Linked DNA regions of Sus scrofa: region 2 is linked to region 1. Evidence: chromatin contacts called from public Hi-C data. All regions are on one chromosome and are shown on one strand. The core of a region is the stretch at or near the end of the contact, and the rest is flanking DNA. Distances in the headings are between cores, read along the strand shown. Region 1 has its middle 120 kb from the start of CDC42EP3. Region 2 has its middle 90 kb from the start of CDC42EP3.

Evidence for each region. A called contact is a pair of places that touch in the nucleus more often than the background predicts.
Region 2: a contact with region 1 is called in a Hi-C map of fibroblasts, with 2.4 times the contacts expected there. The contact joins two enhancer-like sites. A contact is called at or near these places in 1 of 47 Hi-C or Micro-C datasets (fibroblasts) and 1 of 2 datasets of contacts at active chromatin or transcription factors (alveolar macrophages).

What each region holds. Positions count from the first base shown.
Region 1 is chr3:102,419,386-102,427,237 of Sscrofa11.1, reverse strand. No RefSeq gene overlaps it. Among named protein-coding and RNA genes, the nearest start is that of CDC42EP3, 120 kb to the left of the region's middle. Within about 2 kb of position 3,632, at least 13 of the 83 cell types and tissues checked have an H3K27ac peak or open chromatin away from gene starts, as enhancers often do.
Region 2 is chr3:102,624,803-102,632,654 of Sscrofa11.1, reverse strand. No RefSeq gene overlaps it. Among named protein-coding and RNA genes, the nearest start is that of CDC42EP3, 90 kb to the right of the region's middle. Within about 2 kb of position 3,309, at least 3 of the 83 cell types and tissues checked have an H3K27ac peak or open chromatin away from gene starts, as enhancers often do.

The DNA of each region.
Region 1 (7,852 bases), core at 2,383-4,882:
GAATAACTTGATCCCCATGCTGTACAGTGGGAAAAAAGAAAAAACGAAAAAAAAAAAGAAGCCTCTTCTGAGACATACTTTGGGGTTAGACTCAACCCTTGGGGGAGGCTGGAGACCATTTTTGAGTTTCTGCAATATAATCTCCCTAAGAGGCAGCTTACTATGAATCCTCTGGACAAAGAAGAGGCTTCTTTCCTGATGTAGAGCCACTCGTCCACAGGGAAAGAATAGCTTCTGAGCTAGTGTCCAGGGTTTGCTCTTTTGAACAGCAAACACAGTTATGTGACCACTCATGGCTTCTCTTCTGGCCCACACGGGCCATGGACGTCTGACGTAGAGGTCACCTGGGTGGATTAGATTCATGGCTGGGATTCACCTTGGCCTCTGGGAAGATGGCACTGCACCACCAGGTACCTGGGCTGCTGAGGACAGAGCCGGGTCGGTCCATCAATAATATTTCCCAAGCCCCTGCTGTTGCCAGGCACTCTGCGGGACTGCTTGTTTTGGGAATTAACTTTTAGAAGAGTTACTGTATTGCAGCCCTATGACGGACTGTGACGCCAGGCAGATTTATTTTCTATCTCTGGCACTTATCTATACACTCAGTCTGGTTATAACATTTTCTGGAGGATTCAGAAGACACCTGTTATAACACATCTCCCGTCCACCTGTAGCTTTTATGAAGTTCTCTCTTTAAGGGGGACTGACCAGGCTTATTGGCAGGAGTCTGGGGTACAACTAATTATATCTTGTGACATTGTGGATGCAACAAATTCATTCTAACGGATGAGGTCTGGATATGTGCAAGCCCCTTTCCTTTTGAACCAAAGTGATAGTGGCAGGGATCACTTAGTCAAAAGGATCATCCCATCAGAGACGATGAGTTTGGGAGCCCTAAGAGTCAGGGAAGCAGTCAGTATGCTCTCTACGTCCTCACTGTGGTCCAGGCTCTGGATGGAGAAACGCTGAAGTTGCTTGCACTTAGCCAGGCTTTGGAGGAAATGCTTCTTTCTCCCTCATCCTCACAAGAGTGCCTCGCCATGAGCCTCTGACAGCAGCTCTGGCGAAAGTGTCCAGAGCCAGGAGCCTCCTATTGCGCCCTTGATTCTGACCTCTCCTCCCAGAGTCTTCAGAGCAGACTGGTTGGTAAGTGTCAGACCACTTCTCTCCCTCCCAGTCTGAGTCAAGGGGATGCCGATGCTGCCCCCTCCAAGGGGGAAGCAGAGCTACAATTTCATCATGTGTTTCATTCATTATGCCTACCAAACATTTCTTGAGCCAGTCCTGGGTGTCAGCCAGTCGCTTTGGAACCCACCTGGTGGCCTGGCAGCCCAGATGCTGAATATGCCCTCTAGGAAAGGCACTAACATGATGAGGGCAGGAAAGCCGGATCAGGCCCTGGGACATCAGGTGGTAGGGCAAAGGTCAAGGAAGGCATCCTCAGTGCAAGGGTTCAAGTGGTATCCAGGAAATTGAAGGGTGGCTGTTGGATATGGGCAGAAACACCAGGGAGCTCCCAGGGGCCTATGATCATAGCAACCAAGAAAGCTGCTCTGCACCTGCTCCTCCAACAAGCTGCTGCACACATACTCTACCCCACCCTAGTGCCCGGCTTGCCTGGGTCTGAGTCTGAGGCAGACTCAGAGCAGACACTTCTGGCAGAAGCAGCCCAGAAGGAGATCCAAATGCTTAGACCCTGTGGTTCATTCTCTGAGGTTAGCAAGGAGATTGCAAGAGCCCTGACACCTGGGCCTTGCCCTGGACATTCTCTGTCTGTGGGAGTCCCATGGGTCTCCTCCTCGTACCTAGGTGGCGGAGCCTCCAGGGACAGGAGCCAGTGCCCCAGAACCTCCTCCCCCTTACCCGAGAAGTTGTGCCGAAGCCTCCCTGTGGTTCATCCCATCACATGTAGTATGAAACTGCATCTCACTGGGCACCATTGCATCAGGGCCTGGCTATGGCGGTTCCTCCTTACCTCCTCCTTGCTGTCTATCCTTAGGTTACAAGAAGGTGAGGCTGGGATTTTTGAAATCTTAACTCCTCCCATTTCATAGATGTTCATAGTGATTTTTTTTTTTAAACCGTAGGAATGTTTATAAGACAGATTAAGCCTTATAAAGGGTTAATAGACTGAAACCGCTAAATCATCCAATACTCAGGAGTCTGGTACCAAACATGGAAATAAAAAGACCCTGAGCTGATTATGACATTCAAGTAATAAATCACTTTGATCAGAAAAAGATTCAAGAAATGCAGCTAAAAGTCTGTCTCCCCAGCCACATGGCTTTGATCTCTGGAAAAGTGGCTATTCCTGCAGACAGCAATTCATGGGTCTTGATTAGCCTATTCAAACTGGTGACTGTGATTTCACCATGGATACAGCACAATAAAATCAGTAAGTGTTGGCTGGGCTTTAAATAGCTGTCTTTTCAGAGAAAACCTAGTTGCACAAGGGAAAGGTGGCTGTGCCAGCCTAGAGACAACTGTTTACATTGTACTAACCCTCCAGTCTAGGGGGAAATCTTGTTCAAGGCATCAGGAAGAAACAAGTGATTCTAGCTTTAACTAAGATCCCTTTAGTTGGCAGCAGCAAATCAGCACAAATGAGGACAAGCATCCCAGATTGAGAGGTTTCCTCTTTCTGCCCCTGAAATGCCACCAACCAGGCTATGAGCACCTATCTCCTAAACTGGGGCCTCTGGCTTCCAGGGTGGTTGGCTTGATTTGATAGAAGTTCAAACCCCTAAACCCACTTCTTCATTTAAATTGCTGATACTTGTCTTATATTTCTAGGCAGGCAGCTGAAATTTCCCCATGATTCTCTTTTGCACCTTTTGGCCAATAAATGTAAACACAGCACCAGTCAAGTGTTGAGTCCACAGAATTTGCAGTGGGGCCAGCAGAGACAGGTTTGATGGGGAACACGTGTGGACACAGGCCCCAGTCTTCTTGGGACAGTCCTGCTTTATGCCTATCATTTTGGAGTCCCACCTTGCCTGCATTTACACCTTCAGCGTTTCTGGCTTGGATGATGCATTATGGAGCCACCCTGAGGAGAACCATTTCCCCAGCCCCAGGTATTATTGGAAATAATTGATGTGCATAGGCCCTTTTGTTTGGATGAAGAATGAGGTTTTGCTTAGGCAGGTGGACTTGAGGGAGGCCGAGAAAAGGGGCTTACTCTTGGCTCTGCTCTCTCCACAGGAATCACAGACTAAGTCACAGGCTGAAGGAGCCCCACTGATGAGGGTCTTATGAGATTTGGGGAGGGCAGTCTTCACATTTTTCTGGTGACACGGCATCTGTGGTGCTGCAGCAGAGTGGCTGAGAAGCAAGCTCCCTTCCTCCTAGAGCTTGGCCAGAGAATGTACCCACTTGTTCCTGGAATAGTCAGGACTTCCAGCAGTCACCAGAGCGCCTTCACCAGAAGGTAAGATGCCTGAGATTGTGTTTAACTTACTGGATAAGCTTTAAACTTGTGCTCAAGGATTGGTTTCGAGATCCAGATCAGCATCCTTCTTCTGGAGACTTCTTGGGCCAAAAAATAAGGGATGCTTGTCCTCAGCTGCCATGTTGGGTCTGGATGGCCTCCAGGGGAGTCATTTTCCCTATTTAACCACACACTCCCTGCACAGATGGTATTTGTGCTCAGGAGATGACTCACTCCTTGTCAGCATACCTTTCTATATTAAATATCAGTTCAAACTCACTGGGTTTCTGAGTAAGTTAGGTGGCACTAGAAGAACTCTTCTTTTCTGGGAGCTGTGTAGATTTGGAATTCACTCACAAGATCCACTCTCTACAGAGTATGAGAGACTTTTTGAGACTTCTCTATTTAAGATCTGGGTTTAAAGTCCAACTCTCTAACTTAATCAGCCACATTGTCTTGAGATTTTTATTATCTCTGTGCCTGAATTTAATCACTTATAAATGAGAACAATGCTATCAACCTCATAGAGCTGCTGGGAAGATGAAGTGAAGTCATGGCACAGAGAAAATTTGAAGCAAATATTTTTTGAATGAATAAATGACCAAAGTAATAATAGAAATGTGAAAAATTTTCAACCCGGCCATTGTATGTTCTAAGTTCTTGCCATCTTACAGTTAAGTGAAGGAATTGGGATGCAAACCGGTGTCTCATGGGCACCCAAGATAATGCTCATAACTTTTACCTGCACTGCCTCTTTTATACTTTTGTCACCAGAGACTCCTTGGGAAAGAACAAGCAGCTTCTTTAACTGTGGATCCCTTTAACTCTAGTGTAATGAGTTTCCTATGTTTTTATACCTTACTGAGTTTAATAGGAAAAATACTCCTATGCCATGTGTTGATATGAACAAAGATTTTGGTGTCTGCACTAAGTAATCAATACCAAATATTGGGATCAAGTCCCCAGCATCTGCTACCTGTTACTCTGAGCAGAGAATGTGTTAAGCTTATGCCGCAGAAATAATTTCATTGACGTGGAGACAGAAACCAGTTTTTTGCTACTTGCTTTGTGGCTGGTGAAAAACAAAGTACATAATGACTTGACTCTACACCTGTGGCAAATAGTGGTCCTCCCTCTCCAGTTGCTGGAAAGGGCTTCCCTTTTCTTGGGCACAGTGTTTCCCTGGCTTCTGATAGCCTCAGTGACTTTGAATTCATCTTCTGTCACTATGAAAGTGTGCACAAGCATTTGCTCAGAACTGTGTTAGATTCTGTGTGGTTGCTTCCAGAGGTAGTAATCCTGGCCTTTGCTGAAAAAATCAAGATAGGAACTATTATCTATTACGAGGTTGCTACATTCTTAGGGCTATAGTAGTTGCTTCATATATTGTTACAGTTAGGGTAGGCTAGTTTATGCTTTGTTAACAAACAACCCCCAAATCTCAATAGCAAACAATACCTTTACTTCTCAATCTTATGAATGTCCCATGCAGGTTGGCCGGGGATCTCTGCTCCATATTTCTTCATACTTCAACCTGGAATAAAAGAGCTTCCACCTGCTCCATCTATGGCATTCCTGGTTGCCATGCAAGAAGGGAGCACAGCAGTGTCTTACACTGGCTAGTAAACGCTTCTGCATAGAACAACACAGAGTACTTCTGCTCTTAATTCATTGGCCAAAGCAAGTCCCATGGAAAAATCCAACTTCAAGGGACTAGGGAAATGCAGTCTTCCATGTGCCACAAAGGAGGGAGTAAGCATTGTTAGTCAGGTGCTCAAATGACCACCGCACTTTCAAGATCTATCTTAAACCTCAGGACAGCTCAGTGAGGAGGGTCTATTATCTTTCCCATGTTCTAGATGGAGATACTAAGAAAGGTTAAGTAACTTTCCCAAGGTCACACAGCTAATGAATAGAAGGACAAGATTTGAACAGAAACTTGGGGCAAAGGAGGATCTTCTACAGGACCCCCGGGCATGTGGGGCAGGGTCCTTATGGATTCATTCCTTTCAGCCACTCTTGAGCTTCCCTGCCTTTGGTTCTCTTTCTGTATTATCTTAGTTCTAAGTCACAGCTGAAATATACAATTCCTAGACATCTTTAAACCATCTGAACTTGAACGACACACTCAGGCTTCACAATACCTTGTACAAGTCAGTTGTGGTGAGACAAGCTGGGGAATGGAGTCCAAGATCAGTGGATCCCTGTGCTGGAAGGAACCTTAGAATGTCCTCTCCAGCTACTTCATTTTATAGGTGAGAAGGTCTTGCCTCTTATGCAAAAACCCATGACCTGGCTTGTAATTCCAGTGTGTGGATTGGTGGACTTAGTATAGATATTTCTATGCATGATCTTGTATTTTGAAAAAGAAGAAGCATGGAGTGTAGCCCTGGTGGTCTGGCTATGATGTGCTTGAACTTGAGGGAGCAGAAACTGGGGATTAGGCCTTAGTGCTGGGGTTATGTCCCCAGAGCCTGAGATTTCACAGAATCCCACCTCTCGAATTCTTGCATACATTGTCAGAAAGTCTCCGGAACTTTCTAAACTTTGCCATCTTGAGTTCTTAAAGAAAACACTAATTGTATGTTTTGAAATCCAGAAAAGGAAAGGGGATGAGGGACACTGAGATCAGCCATTGCAGCCCTGGCTAAGCCTCCTCTGGCACAGGCCCCAGGGGTGAGCTTGCCTCTGTGGATTCCTGGTCGGGAAGCACCACCCTAGTTTATTTTCAGAGGTGGAAACTCAAGCAACAATTATCTCCTGTCACAGCAAATTAAAAGCCCAGGCTCACCCATCCCAGGAGCAGGGTGAGCGCAGCCGGTGGCCAGCAAAGGGCAGTAATGACAGGCCGAGGTTGGTGCATTTCCTTTAAAGGCATGAGCCACTCATGAAACACACAAAGTAAACAGAGACATAAAAGTCCATGGAAGAGGCCCACAAGTGAGAGGAAGAATCTTTGCCAAGATCAGAGCGTATTTTGATTCTGTGGGGGAATTTTGGATTGTGGCAGCAAGAAGTGCTCAACGGGAGATGAGTTTGGGTCTGTGCTTAAGATAATATGGGAGCTATTGTGCATGACACTGCAGAGGCAGGGGTGAGTGGCCCTGCCTTTCTGTCTGTCTCTCTCTCTCTCTCTCTCTCTCTCTCTCTCACACACACACACACATACACGTACACACATGCACACACACCCTCATTACTGTGGCCTTGAGAGCATGGATCCCTTCACTCACTCCTATCAGAGTTTTCATTCCCACCGGGACTCCTGACTACCTTCCCAGGGGCAGGGCAGCCTGGCCTTGCTGACCAGCCTTTCTGCCTGAAATACCTCTCCTTTCTGATATTCTGTGCCTGCTTTATTGCCAAGAACTTAAGTAAAAGTCAGCTCTTTCAGGCAGTCCTCCAGAACTGGTGCTTCTGGGCTCCTGCATTTTCCCTTTGCAACCTCTTTATGAAGCCAACTCGGCAACTTTATGTCAGTGAAGACTTGTGGTTGCGTCCATTTCTTGGGAGTTTGGGCTTCATTATATAAGATCTGTAGGGGTTTGAGTTTTAAATTTTTCCTTATTTTATGCCACACACGTTTAACTGTCAAAAGCATTTTCACATCTGTCATCTAATTTTGTCTTCTTTGTTACCTGGTGAGGTCAGTGGATGGGGAAAATCCTTCAGTTACCAATGGGAACTTAAACAGCAAGTGGCTAAGAACGTGGGCTTCGACTGGGTGGGTTTCTGATCTCTCTAAGCCCCCATTCTCTCATCTGTAAACAGGGATAAAAATAGCTCCTGCCCATAGGTTATTTTAAGGATTAAATGAGATAACACAGGTAGCGTGCTTAGCTCACACAGAGAAAGTACCCAGTAAAGTTGTCATTATTGCAATGATGATGGAACCCGGGCTTAGAGAAGTTAATGTATAAGGGGTGGTGGGAAAGCAAAGGAGTTGGAGGCAGTGGTTTCTGATTCTATTTGCTCTATGCCTTTGGGCAAATCACTTCACCTCTCTGAACCTCAGCTTATCTTAGATAGAAATAATAACATCATATGTTACACATGTCACAGCAGGTTTGGGAGGATTAATTCAAAACTACTTTTGAAAGTGTATTGCAGACTGAGACAAAAATGTTAATTTATGGATCTGCCTAAATTCATGCAGCGCATCTGTGCTAGAGCCAGATTTCCTTATTCCTGGTGTCCTTTCCAGTGGCTGTGCTTTCCTCTGGTGTCCCCTCAGAGCCCCCATGAGTATTACTGACTGCCTGTGGACTGGGTAGATGGGCTGCGTACCATAACTCTGAGCACCCAGCACTAAGCAGTGGGGGTCCCAAACCTGTGGCCTCTCCCCTTCTCCTGCCTGCCTTCATGGACACTGGGGTTGTGCAGAGAAAGCAGAGCTCAGAAACCAAATAGCCATTTCTGCTG
Region 2 (7,852 bases), core at 2,060-4,559, 210 kb before region 1:
GAGTTAATGAGCTAAACAGAATATTTGACAAGTGTAATTTTTACATTTTCCCGAGTCTTGATTCTACCTTTTTGAAAACTATATTTTAACAGGTCCTACTTGTGTTATAGACATTGGGAAGCAAAGCATTGATGGTTTTCTGTGAATGGAAAGGTAGCAAAGCACACTCAGCTTTGACCGAACCATGGATTATTGTGTTACAAAAGCAGACATCTCTCTTTAAAGTTGGAAACATTCACTGAGAAATATTGGCTTTGGAAAGACACTGACAAGTGGATATTGATTTTTTAATCAGAGCAGCAGTTATTGTGAGCATCTTGCTCAGCCCCAGCTCTATGGCCATATTAGATAGTAGTCACTCTGTAAGTGACTGAGCGCAGGGTCCCTCCCTTACTAGAGTGAACGCATGTGTATTATATATATTTTGCATATTTATGTGTGCTGTATGTTATTGATACTTGATCAGATTTCCTTGCTCTCTCAGGTGAGACTTATCTGAGAATATAGTTCTCTTTGGAGCCCTGAGAATATAGGTCAGAGAGAGATCAATTTGTGGAGTTGACACATGGCAGAAGACAGACCTAAAAGTTCCACAAAATCCGGAGATACAAAGGGCCTGCAATCTGGAGTCAGAAATCCCTAGAGCTGGAGACCACCAGGCTTGGATGCTCTTAGCGTGGGTGACATTTATTTTTCTATACTGCGTAGCACAGCATTTGATGCTTAGTAGAAGCTTAACCAGTCATGTTTAAATGAATAATGGCCCAGGTGTCTAGATGAAAGAGACAACTCAAAATGAAAAATAATAAGTTTTAGATGGGAAAATGCTAGAAAAACTGGCTGAGGAATGGATTGGGGATGCTGAGCAGAGGAATAGACAAGTGCTAGAAGCTGGAAGAGAAGACTGCTGGGGAAGACTTGTCTCCTGACCCAAGTTAAACCCTTTGTCCTCTCTGTGCTCTGGGAACAGTATGAGCTGAGAGTGTAGAGGTCTGTGCTCTGCTTCCAGCAACTCCAGTGATAGTGAGTAAGTGTACTTCTCCCTGGATGAAAACTAAAAATAACTCTAGCTCTGTTCCATCACAGGGAGATTGAGGCTCAAAGGAAATCTGTGTGAAAGTGCTCAGGGAATTTCAAGCACCACTCGAGTACAAGTAGTTAACTGATGGGGTGGTTCAGCAGAGGCAGGGAATCCCTGCAGCACCCATCTGAGCACTGGACCATGGCAGGGATTTAAAGCCCAAGTCCCAGAGTCTCTTAGTATTGGAGGCAGCTTCCAAATTATCAAGAAACATTCTAGTAACAGGAAAACTAAATTCCTTGAGAGCAATTTCAGCGTCCCAGGATAGCAGCAGCACCCCTAGGTTTCTGACAATTGTTAGTTTAAGAAAGGTGTCTGTGAAGGAAATGTCAGTGAGACTCTCCCCTCACCCAGGGCTGCATCCAACCTCAGGGGTCTATTTTACTTGGACTGAGTTTGCTGATGTTCTGTGACAACCAGTTCCGGATGTTTTATAAACAATTAACTTGACAGTTTGATGGACGAGGGTAACATTTGGGTATCATCTGTACTGCAATGAAAGACAGATGATTATTTTTGACAGAAACAATCACTGGCAATGAGGAAATGGAGAAGCCAGAGCCCTGAGGCTCACACTGCCTTAAGATGTGGGGCCAAGTCAAAACCCATTTGAGAGGAGGCCCAGCAGCCTGGGTGACAGTCCTGATCTGGCTGGACATTGAATGGAGCTTCAGGGCATATAACATACTTTAGAAATGCCTGTGTTGGCAGCTACCAATCTCAGTGAAAGAGAAGGGAAGGCACGTTTTGTTGCAGTGATTATAAAGTCAACAGGCCAGCCTGGGACCTAGGATTTACTTTGACTCACACTTTTTCTTATTTAATTTTTGTGTCCTGTTACATTCTTTAATCAGTTTTTAAATGCATGTGTGATTCATGTCATCCATTAAAAACATACAGATTGGTGGTTTTTAGTACATTCTGATGTGTGCAACCATCACTACTAACTAGTTACAGGATGTTTGCATCATCCCCAAAGGAAACTGTACTCAGCAGTCATTCCCTACTTCAGCTTCTGGTATCCTCTAATCTACTCTTGTCTCTATGGATTTGCCTATTTCAGACGCTTCTTATAAATGGAATCATACAATATATGTGGTCCTTTGTCTGGATTTCACTTTAATATTTTTGAGGCTCATTTATGTTGTAGTATATATCAGTACTTAATTTTTTCGTGGCCAAATAATATTCTAGTGTATGGATATACCACTCATTCATCAGTTGATGGAAATTTGGGTTATTTCTACTCTTTAGGCTCTTAACAGATAATGTTGTTATGGATATCCATGTGCAAGTTTTTTGTGTTGACATATGTTTTCAATCTTCTTGGGTATATACCTAGGGGAGAAATTGCTATGTGTATGGTTAACTCTACCTGTAACTTTTGGAGAAACCATAACTTAGACTTTTTAATGAACCAGGTGAGCATTGGTTACCTCCTCATCTTTGTAAAACTCTGTGAATTCTTTGGGAAGAGTGTGGGTCCTGGTAGAAAAATGTGTAGACTAGGTGTTTGGAGGAATAATATGAGTGGGAGTTGCTCCTTCAGATGTCCAAATCTCTAACAGCAGCAGAGGTTTTACTTTAGAAGCAAAGCAGAATGCTTTGGCTAAGGACAGGCACTTCTGCTATTAGCCAGGACTGCCAGTGGGGATGAAGCCAATGATTGACAACTGGGATGACTGATTTTCCTATTTTGTATTATATCAGGTCATCCAAAGAAATATAGTCCCATCTACTATGTATGCAGCCCACTGTGAGCCTGCTGTCAAGGGCATACATGGTCTTGACTCTCCATAGGTTAACTCAAGGAGCAAGGCACATATGTCAAGCAAAAATTTTTGACCAGATATTAAATTGTGTTATAGATGACAGGCTTTCAAGGGAAAAGAGCATTCATTGTGGGCTGTGAAGATATGTGCCCATCCCCCTTATCCCCCATCACAGAATCTCCAGGGAAAGTGATGCAAGGCCAAACTGGCTCTTGTTGAACATACGTAATTCATCTTAGGATAGAATATCCATCTATTTTGCCTCCCTTCCCCCCCCCCAGGCATTGTCTGGCACAAAAGTCAAAGACTCATGGACCTTGCTGGCACAGTGATAGGATTTGTTTTGGTCACATGGTAATTCTGAACAAAAGGGCCTGAAAGACATATGGACCTTGTTCCAATGTCCTATGAAGAGTAGTGAGTCACCTGGGCAAGTCATTGAAGCTTCTAGATTCTGACCATAGAAAATAGTGGGTCTTTCTGGACACCAGATGCTTCTGTGATTTGATTTCTTTCTGGTGCATGACTCATGTGGAATGATTTTAAAAATTGCTGTGAATAGTCTTTTCTGCAGCTGAATCTGGGTACATGGAGATGAAGCTGAATCAGTATGTTTTCCATACTTAATTCAATTCAGCACAGCAGGATCTGGATGAGGCAAGAAATCAGGAAGTAAAGGAACCAAGGTGAATGTGAGAAAGGAAAGTTCTGGTTCAGTTTAAAGTTAAACCAACACTGGGGGTAGACAAGGTATTATGCTAGTCATAGTCTTATTTCTGAATCAGAAGCGTAGACATGGTGGATAAGAGAAATAAGAGGCATTTGAGCTGCATAGGGAAGTTTTAAGGGTCATATTTGAATTTCTTAGAAATCGGTGTTCCTCTCATCTCCCTAAAGACCCTGAAGAGTGAAGATCTGGTCTTATCGTCACCACTGATCAATTTAATACTCTATTAACACTAATATAGCTGTTTTATAAAAAATGAAAAAAAAATGAACCCCTTTGTTCATTGGAGCACTACTCACAATAGCCAAGACATGGAAACAACCTAAATGTCCTAAACAGATGAACAGATTAAGAAGATGTGGCACATATACACAATGGAATATTACACAGCCCTAAAAAAGAACAAAACAATGTCATTAGCAGCAACATGGATGCAACTAGAGATTATCATACTAAATGAAGTCAGAAAGAGAAAGACAAATACCATACAATATCACTTATATGTGGAATCTAAAATATGGCACAAATGAACCTATCTACAAAACAGAAACAGAGTCACAGACATGGAGAACAGACTTGTGGTTACCAAGGGGAAGCGGGGAGGGAGTGGGATGGACTGGGAGTTTGGGGCTGATGGATGCAAACTATTACATTTAGATTGGATAAGCAATGAGGACCTACTGTACAGCCCAAGGAACTATACTCAATCTCCTGGGATAGAACAGTATGAGAAAAAGAATGTACATATGTGTGACTGAGTGACTGTGCTGTACAGCAGAAATTGACACAACACTGTAAATAAACTATAATAAAAATAAAATTATACCAGAGTTCTTCAGATTTAATAACACACAATAATTTAGAGTAGATACACTCAATACCAGTGTTCAAGGCCAGATACATATAGCATAGGAAATATCTTTCTAGGTTGATCGAATCCAACACACTTGAAAACAAGTACAAACCTCTGAGACGGGCACAGTCATAGCTATTAGATCATAGAGACTCCACGTGGGGTGGCCATGTGGAACCCCATCGAACATTTGGAAAGGTCTTTGGAAACCAAGCATAAGCGGTAATATTTTATAAGGGCTTATTACGTATACCAGGCATTATTTTCAGTATTTCACATGTATTAGTTCCTTTAATTCTCAAAACAACCCAATGGGCATGGTGACTGAAAGTTACTCTTAAATATTTCAGAAAAAAAAATATTAGGGAGGGAAAGAAGGACAGAGAAAGATAAACAAATGGGGAAAATATTACAAAGGTGTGATGTGTATAACAAACAATAGGATTTCTTTGTACTATTCCAGCAACTTTTCTGTAGGTGTGAAATTATATCAAAGTAAACGTTTACCAAAAGCACCCTTGTGAAGATCTTATTATTTTCATTTTAGAGAAGAGAAAAGCGAGGCACAGAGAGGTTAACTAACTTGCTTTGAGCCACTTGATACTAAGAGGTGGAGCCAGGATTCCAGATTGTTGTTTAGGGAAATTGACAAGATGAGATAGATAGAGTGATAGAAATACTATTAGTTTTTCAAGTGAATATTTTGTTCTTTGTTGCTCCAGAAGCATAATTTTGATCTCAGCTCAGCATTTGGATACTTGGGCAACCTGAACAGAGGTGCAAGACAGGAGTAGGGAGGGATGTAAGAAATTGAGGATGGTCTGTGCATGGCCATTGGCCCATATATTGTTAACTGCTTGTGAAGAGATAAATATAGCAAGTGAGGGTAAAAATTTAGAAACTCTGAGAGCAATCTGACATTGCTGTGATATCCAAACATTATCATTTATCTGGTAATTCTTTTTTTTTTTTTTTTTTTTTTTTGTCTTTTTGTCTTTTGTTGTTGTTGTTGTTGCTATTTCTTGGGCCGCTCCCGCGGCATATGGAGGTTCCCAGGCTAGGGGTTGAATCGGAGCTGTAGCCACCGGCCTACGCCAGAGCCATAGCAACGCGGGATCCGAGCCGCGTCTGCAACCTACACCACAGCTCACGGCAACGCCAGATCGTTAACCCACTGAGCAAGGGCAGGGACTGAACCCGCAACCTCATGGTTCGTAGTCGGATTCGTTAACCACTGCGCCACGACGGGAACTCCTGGTAATTCTTTTTTTTCTTTTTACTCATTAATTAAAACATTTATTGAGGGCCTACTGCCTGTTTAGTATTGGCTGAGACTTAAATTTGTAAAAGACGAAGTTAGATAACTACATAAGATCCCATCTCAAATATAATAGCAGCTTCGAATATAGCATATCAAGGTTTTTCTTTAAAAAATTTTAATGTGTGTTTTTTTAGTTGAGATATAATTGACATATAATGTTAGTTTCAAGTGTAGAACATAATCATTCAATATCTGTACATATTGTGAAATGATCACTACCAAAAGTCTTCTATTACCACATATATTACGATTAAATTTTCTTTTTTTTTTGGCCTTTTTGTCATTTTAGGGCCGCACCTGTGGCATATGGAGGTTCCCAGGCTAGGGGGTCTAATTGGAGCTATAGCCGTAGGCCTATGCCACAGCCACAGTAATATCAGATCCGAGCCTCGTCTGCAACCTACACCACAGCTTACAGCAACGCTGGATTCTTAACCCACCAAGAGAGGCCAGGGATTGAACCTGCAACCTCATGGTTCCTAGTCAGATTCGTTTCCCCTGCACCATGATGGGAACTCCCACAATTAAATTTTTTTAATTGAAGTACAGTCGATGTACAATATTATGTTAGTTTCAGGTATTCAATACAGTGATTCAATATTTTATGGATTATATTCTATTTGAAGTTATTACAAAGTAGTGGCTATGTTTCCCTGTGCTATAGAATATATTTTTGTTGCTTATTTACTTTATGCATAGTAGTTTGTATTTCTTAAACTCATGCCTCTATTTTGCTCTTCCCCCTTCCCATTCCCAACTGGTAACCTCTGGTTTGTTCTCACAATTTTTTGTGTGTGTGATGGGAACTTTTAAGATCTTTTCTCATAGTAACTTTCAAAGACAAAATACAGTATTATGAACTATGGTATTTATTTTTGTTATATTTCATAAAGGATCCCCAACAGATTAGAGGACAGGGTGAAGGAAGGAAAAACTTTGCTCCTTCATTATAGATCGCTGTAAAGCACTGGTCAAGTCATGTTCTCTATCTTGACAGGTGACAAAACCAGGCTCAAGGAAGTGAAACACTTTCGAAGTCTCATAATTAGTCAGTGGGAGGGCAGGAACTAGGACCGAGTCCTCTGATTTCAGCCCTGGTACCTTGTACATCTGCACATCTCCTAGGGATGTCATTCTTTTGTACCTTCACACAGCCTCGGCAGCTGTAAGGACAGCCCAAGACCTGCTCTCCTCTATCTTCAAGTTGCCTCTGGACACCAGAATTGGAGGCACAACTCAGCTAAAGACTGCCCATATCGGTCTTTGGGGGAATTTAGGCTCTGGGCTTAGAGAAAGGGAAGAGCCCTCTGAAAACATTGCTGCTGAAATCTGATCATTCCCTGCCTCCACTACTCATTGGCTGTTATTACATAGAAAAGATTGATTGCTGGTGAGAATAAATGGGAATCCAGGTTATTAGGAATACTTCTCAAGGATATAGCACCTTTTTAATCCCCAAAAGTTAATATATTGTCCAGCTGTGCCAGAGGCATGTGGTTGCGGGGGGTAGAAGTCAATTGGCATCCTAAATGGAACAAATGGAAAATTTTGGCTGTGGAAACCAAAGAGAATTCTTCACCTTAATTAAGAAAGAACTCTGCAATATTGAAAGTCTAGGTAGAGGAAGCCAGACCTGGTTTCTGACTTCATTAAAATGAACCCTGCTTAATTAAAACTTAGTTAACACAAATTGCAAAGAAGCAAGACTCATACCCTTTGAAACTGGTCCAGGTTAGGAATTAAAACCCAGTCGTTCATCTCCTGTCCTTGAAAGCCATCTTCCACCTTCTTAGTTTATAGATAACAAGCCTGATCTGCTTCCTAAGTTACCTGTCTCCCTAGGGGAAGTGGAGTCTGGTGTTTCTGAAATATTACATTTAGAGGGAAATTTTTAAAGTTCTCTAATCCAGTAAATACGGAGCTTCACATCAACTAAGAGCTTGTTTAGGATCATTCTTGCTGACTGGCTGCTTGCAAAAGTCAAATCGGTAAACTATGCAGGACAAAATGTTACTCAGGTTGGGCAACTTCACATTAATGAAATGTAAATAAAGCAAGAGAAAGGGAAATTTTAGAAATCCAAATAAACACGCTTCAT